2 separate regions of the Lactuca sativa genome follow, and region 1 is linked to region 2. Evidence: chromatin contacts called from public Hi-C data. All regions are on one chromosome and are shown on one strand. The core of a region is the stretch at or near the end of the contact, and the rest is flanking DNA. Distances in the headings are between cores, read along the strand shown. Region 1 holds the start of LOC111910554. Region 2 holds the start of LOC111910552 (40S ribosomal protein S8).

What was found. Hi-C and Micro-C count contacts between places; a contact is called where the count stands out from the background.
Region 1: a Hi-C map of leaf shows a contact between it and region 2, with 7 times the contacts expected there. The contact joins the promoter of LOC111910554 here to the promoter of LOC111910552 in region 2. A contact is called at or near these places in 3 of 4 Hi-C or Micro-C datasets (bud, leaf and seed).

What each region holds. Positions count from the first base shown.
Region 1 is chr5:19,365,927-19,369,255 of Lsat_Salinas_v11, forward strand. LOC111910554 reads right to left here and starts at 1,762. Exons shown (of 3, transcript XM_023906396.3): 1 at 1,605-1,762; 2 at 1,217-1,250; 3 at 1-1,086. The coding sequence starts at 1,080.
Region 2 is chr5:19,137,892-19,140,908 of Lsat_Salinas_v11, forward strand. LOC111910552 (40S ribosomal protein S8) reads right to left here and starts at 1,404. Exons shown (of 5, transcript XM_023906388.3): 1 at 1,249-1,404; 2 at 1,059-1,131; 3 at 510-846; 4 at 270-439; 5 at 1-190. The coding sequence starts at 1,252. The coding sequence ends at 109.

The sequences.
Region 1 (3,329 bases), core at 512-3,011, 230 kb after region 2:
CACATCCAATGGAAGCTTCATCTTAGCCAACGACTCTGTAAACTGTTGCATACTCTTCATATACAAATCCACAAAATCCTGTTGCACCACTTTCTGCTCCAGCTCAAAGTTCACCGCCATCACCGGCTTCTTTATCGGATCCCCGCCGCTTGCTGAATCACTGTCGGCACCACCACCACCATCACCACCTGCCGCCGGTTTTTCCTTTAGATGTGAATCGTATTCTTGTTTTGCACATTTCGAGTCTCTAGAAGAGTCATCAGATGATTCGGGGCTTAGAACGTGAGTGGAAGCACAGTGGGAACCGTTGGTTGAAACGCTAGAAGGGGGTGAATCAGGTTTTTGGGTTTTAATCGGTGCATCAAATTGATCATCAGTGTCGGATGAGACCAAACTCTCTGAGCTAAGACCGAAATACTCAGACACCATCATGTGGTTTTCGTTTGCGATTTTAGGATCTGGGAATTCGATTTTGTCGAACTCGGTTAATTCTGAGTCGTCGGCGGCTCCCTTCGCGGGAAGTGGCGGCGGGATGGCGATCACGTCCGGTGAAGCTCCGGTGTATGATAACGACAAGTGAACGAAACCGGAAGGCGAGTGGAAGAGATCGGTGGAAGATAAAGTGAACTCGTTTTCCAATTTTCCATTTTTGATGAGGACTTCGGATAAAGGGATCAATGCAAAACCTAGCAACTGATCTTCAAGATAATTTCTCACCCTGCTTAGCATATATATCTCGCACTTCAGAGAAGATTCAATTGTCGGAACGTTAATCCGAAGGGTTTCGTTAAAGACTGGATTTTTTCCACCTCCATTGATGGTCTGAGTAGTGACTGATTTTTCGGGATTACAAGTGATGCAGATTTTTGCATAAACGTCTTGTTTATGGTATATGCAGATGTTCTGAATGTCTCTAGCTTGATGAATGTGAACATCCAGAACACCAATAAATGGTTCGGGTTCGGGTTTTTTGGTTACGTAAGTCGAGTGTTTTGGGAAAAGATCCAGATTCTGTTTTTCAGGTTCAGAAAACACACAGGAGCTCTTGAATGGTGAAACGACAGATTGAGGAGACTCCATTAAAACCTGCTCAAATAAATCAAGACACAGCAGAAATTAGATAAATCTTAAACAAATTCATGGAATAGGAATCGTAGTTATTAAACTATATTTCATGGGAATCAAGAACTCAAGCAAATATCATAAACTCACGTACGAAAAGTCGAAAACAACAAATCAAGAAACCACACCTGAAAAAGGTGAAACAGTAAGAACCGTAATAAATCTTTGATGTCAAACCCTAGTTCCTAAAATAAGTCAAGAGCTAACTGAGTCAACCCAAGTTTCATTTCCAATTTATAAACAAACCCACGACAACATAAGACTCGATTTTCAAGAAAGTTATCTGCTTTACCTCAAAGAAGAGCTCCAAATCAAGAATCTAATGGAGTAAAAAGGGAAAGCGAAGACATTAACAATAACAACAGGATTCAAAGATTAAAGATTCATGGGGAGAAAAGTCGCTAGAATCCAAGAAATTAAGAAAGTAGAAAGGGAAAGTTTAAAGGCGTGAAATATAAAAGGAAAGTTAGGTCATTTCTTGCCTTCTTTTAACACCAAATTCGAGAAATATGAGTAGAATTGTTGGGGTTTGATCCCAGAAAATCTACACGCAATCAAGTTCGAGAAGCGAGATGAAGGGAAAGTAACTTGGGTTTTTGAAGACTGTGTAATCTGTGAAAGCTTCTGCATCCGTGTGTCCCCAGTTTTATAACTTGGTGCGGATTTTCTAATATTTTATCTTTCAATAATAGAAGTGATTAAAACGTTGGAGATATTTTATTTTTATTTTTAAAAAAATTTAGTGTTTATTTCTTATCTTGAACAAATCTAACTTTAATTTAAACTACACATGACTGATGCTTTCTGTAAATTATAAAAGCAAATTAAAAACATTATTTCTTGTGTTTTTTTCTTTTCATGTTAAGAATTTGTTGAAAATAAATGGATGTAAAGTTTAACTATAGTTTTTTTAGAATATCAAAGTATTTTATTTATCTTTTGGATTTTGTTATGAGGTTTTTTTACCAAAAAAAAAATTGCATAATGATTTTCGGTAAATTGTATATTTAAGTACACTTCTATGTTGTAAAGAATAGTGGTCGGAAAAGTTCCAATATTTTTAGGAGTAAATTACATGAATGCTCCCTACAGTTTGAGGTAATTTGCATGTTTGGTCCTTAATTTATTTTTTTAACTCGAAAGGTCCATATTATTTGCTTTTGTTATGTATTTAGTCACTACTGTTTGTTTTTGTTACGTGTTTGATCATTGTCTTACCTAAAAAGACTATTATTTAAATAGAAAAAAATTGATAGGGTAGGTAAGGTAAATTGATGAGAGTGTGGTTGGGGGTGTGTTTATGTAAACAAATTAAAAAATCAAAGGCAAAATAGTCTTTTTAGGTAAGATAGTGACCAAACGCGTAACAAAAACAAACAATAGGGACCGTCCGAGATAAAAAAGAATAAGTTATTGATCAAACACACAAATTACACTAAACCATAGGGACTATTCGTGTAATTTACTCTATTTTTAGAAAAGTTTCATTTTAATAAAAAAAATTGAGTATAAAAATCTTGATTATTTCATTTTGGTTCAAATTAACAAAAAAATTATTTTTTTAATAATAAATGAAGTATTATCATTTAAAATCAAGTAGTCATCACTTTTCTGTTCAAATTTTTTTTTGGTGGAACTAAAGTGAAACGTTTAAGAAAATATATTTTTTCTTATAATTTCCCTTGTAAAGAAAGTATATTATGTTTATGTAGTCTTAAATTATTAATCTAGTTGTATTAAAGACAAATAAATGAAGCAACAATGACAATATATATATATATATATATATATATATATATATATATATATATATATATATATATATATATATATATATATATAAAAGTCTTTTCAGTTGAAAGGGTTCCATAGAAAATATTGCTTTTTAAAAAGAAGCTGTTATGTTTTGACTATACATATAATTAAATAAAAGAATATGGTTAATAAAAGTAAATACTAGTATCCGAATGAAACTTTATAAAAGAAACATACTACAATCTATTATATATGCCACATTTACTTTCAGTGAGGACTAATTGTTAAATAAGACAAGAAAAAATTAATTAAAAGAAACAAATTTTAGGTCAAGAAGGCAAGAAGCAACGGAGCAAGGTTTGGTTTCTGTTTCTCCTCCCTCCCTATTTTCAATTAGGAGGAAATCACGAAAACAATCATATTTTATATGGTAATTATGAAAATATTAATTA
Region 2 (3,017 bases), core at 154-2,653:
CATTAAGTCATTCATTAAGTCAAACAAAATTTGAGTCCAAATCTATTAAATGATATATAAAAGAAGACATGATAACCTAAAGAAAACTTGATCATAAACTGACATTGTTTAAGCAGTAGCACCACTCTTTCCTTTCTTTTTCTGAAGCTTCTTCATGTAGAACTCAAGTTCTTTTCCCTCCAATATGTACCTAACACATCACAAAACCAAACAATAAGATGGCTTCACAAAAAGGGTAAAATAGTCAAAGTGCGACCCAAAAGTTATACCCATCAGCACGACCACACTGGCCAGGGCGTGATGAAATTGCTGCTAAAAGACGACCACTTGAGAACTGTTCTTCAACATGTTGTTCAAGTTTGCGTTCCTCTTGACGCTTTTCAATTTTCCTCACGACATGGTTGCTCTTTTTGGTTTCCTCAGTAGCACCTTCAGCTTCCTATGAATCAAAGTTGCATATTCAAAGTGTGTACAGAAATTTGAGATTGATTGTGAAAAGGATACGTTACCTCTCCCTCTTTCTTGTTACCAGATGCAGGGGTTTTCTTCTTGCGACCAATGTCGACTCCATAGTGTTGAAGATACCATTGTTTGAAAGGTGCAGCATCAACCTGAACGATTGCACTCTTCACTAATGTTTGGGTTCTGACCAATTCGTTGTTGGATGCATTGTAGACGACATCTAAGATACGGGTCTTTCGTGTCACAGCCTCACTACCCCATGAGTAGTTACCTGTGTCTAACCTTAAGGCACGCCACTTCACATTGCCACCTCGAACCCTCACCCTACGAACGGTTTTGTTGCTGGAAATCTTGGTGTTGGCAGGCTGCCTTCCGAGCTCATACCTTAATGACAAAGAAAAATGGAACTTTTAACTAATAACCCAATAGGCGATAAGAAATGATCTAATCGAGCAAAGTAAATTTGAATATATATATATATATGATATCATGAAAGAAGGTCAAGTGCTCAATAATTAAAAGCCCTAAATGGCTAAATAGTAGACGTAGAGATGAAAATTGAGGAAGAAAAAAAGTGGGTTCAGATGGAAGATTACTTTCGCTTCTTTCTCCATGCCTTCTTCTTGCCACCAGTGGCACGTCTCTTGTGCATGGAATCACGAGAGATACCTGCAATAGAAGTGATTTCGCATAAAAGTTTTCAAAGTGAGCATCACGGCAATGAAGACAATTCGTCGATCGAACTAGTTGGATTATTGAAATCGATTCGGTAGATGGAAAGCGTACCCATATTTGCAGTTGACGGAGGATCCTCCTCTAGGGTTTATGACGCGCCTCCGAGCTCGGCCTCCCTAGATGACGGAAGAAAACTAGGGTTTGGCGGAGTGAAGAACTTAAAGGCGTGATTTGATTATTTACATTAAAACCCATTGTCCTTGTTAGATTTCATGTATCTTTCTTAACCAATTTACAGTTTACCCGCCATTCGCCAATGACATATTTGGTCCATTAATCTCAATCCAACCTTTAACAAAGCCCAGTCCATGTTTTCTGGTTTGCTCGTGTTTTTTTTTTTTTTTTTTTTCTTATGACAAAATTCCTTAGATTGTTTTCCTATAAATTTTAAAGGATGATTTTTCTTTTAAAAATTTGATATATATATATATATATATATATATATATATATATATATATATATATATATATATATATATGGGTAAAGTGAATATATCTAACAACCTTATATAAGCTTAGATACCTAACCACATTATACTACATTGTTTTGCATTATATTTCCATTGCAATCGTCTAAGGTTCTTAAACTTCAACCCTTAACTTGATTTACTTCCAAGATTTTCAGACATTCACTATTATATTCCTCCTACACCATTTGATTTGTAACGGTAGTATATGAAGTCCATCAGGGGGTCTCCGATAGAAAGACGTCATTTGAAGGAAGATAACGGTGAAAGTCCAAAGATTTTGGAAGCAATCAAGTTATGAGGTTGAATTTTAAGAACATTGGGTGATTACAATGCAAATACAATACAAAATTACGTAATATGATGTGGTTAGGTACCTAAGCTTATATAAGGTTGTTAGGTATATTCACTTTTCCCTATATATATATATATATATATATATATATATATATATATATATATATATATATATATATATATATATATATATATATATATATATATATATATATATATATATATATATATATATATATATGGTTAAGTTCATGTGAGACTGCCTAATTTTGTGAGACCGTGAAACACATTTTTTTATTTTTTTTAGTTAATTCAAGTTCCGAAAATAATATTTAAAAAGAGAAATTTTGGATTTTTCCATTTATTTTGCATTTTAAAATTATTTTTTAGAATATGTACAGTATAATATTCTATTAGAATATTTCACGTATTTTTCCGAAAATAATATTTAAAAAAAGAATTTTTAGATTTTTCCATTTATTTTGCATTTTAAAATTATTTTTTAGAATATGTACAGTGTAATATTCTATTAGAATATTTCACGTATTAAAAAAAAAAAAAACTGGATTTTTTTATTTTTTTATTTTTTTAGTTAATTCAAGTTCCGAAAATAATATTTAAAAAAAATTGGATTTTTCTATTTATTTTGCATTTTAAAATTATTTTTAGATTTGGTCTCACGGTCTCACAAAATTAGAATTGTATCAAATGAACCTGAACATATATATATATATATATATATATATATATATATATATATATATATATATATATATATATATATATATATATATACACATATTAAACTTATGAAAGATTTTAACAGGAAAGTGGCACCTTTTTGTCAATTTTGGCCCTCCAACTTACAGCATTGACCATTCACTTTTAAACTTTTGTTCACAAACAACCCTTTCACTTTGGTTTGAATTCTTCATAACCCTCATATTTTATTACATATTATTAGTATTTACTCTTTTGGCAAAAATGGTCCCTCATCATTATTATTATTATTGTTAGACAAAATTACACGATTGGTCCCTATGGTTTACCAGATTT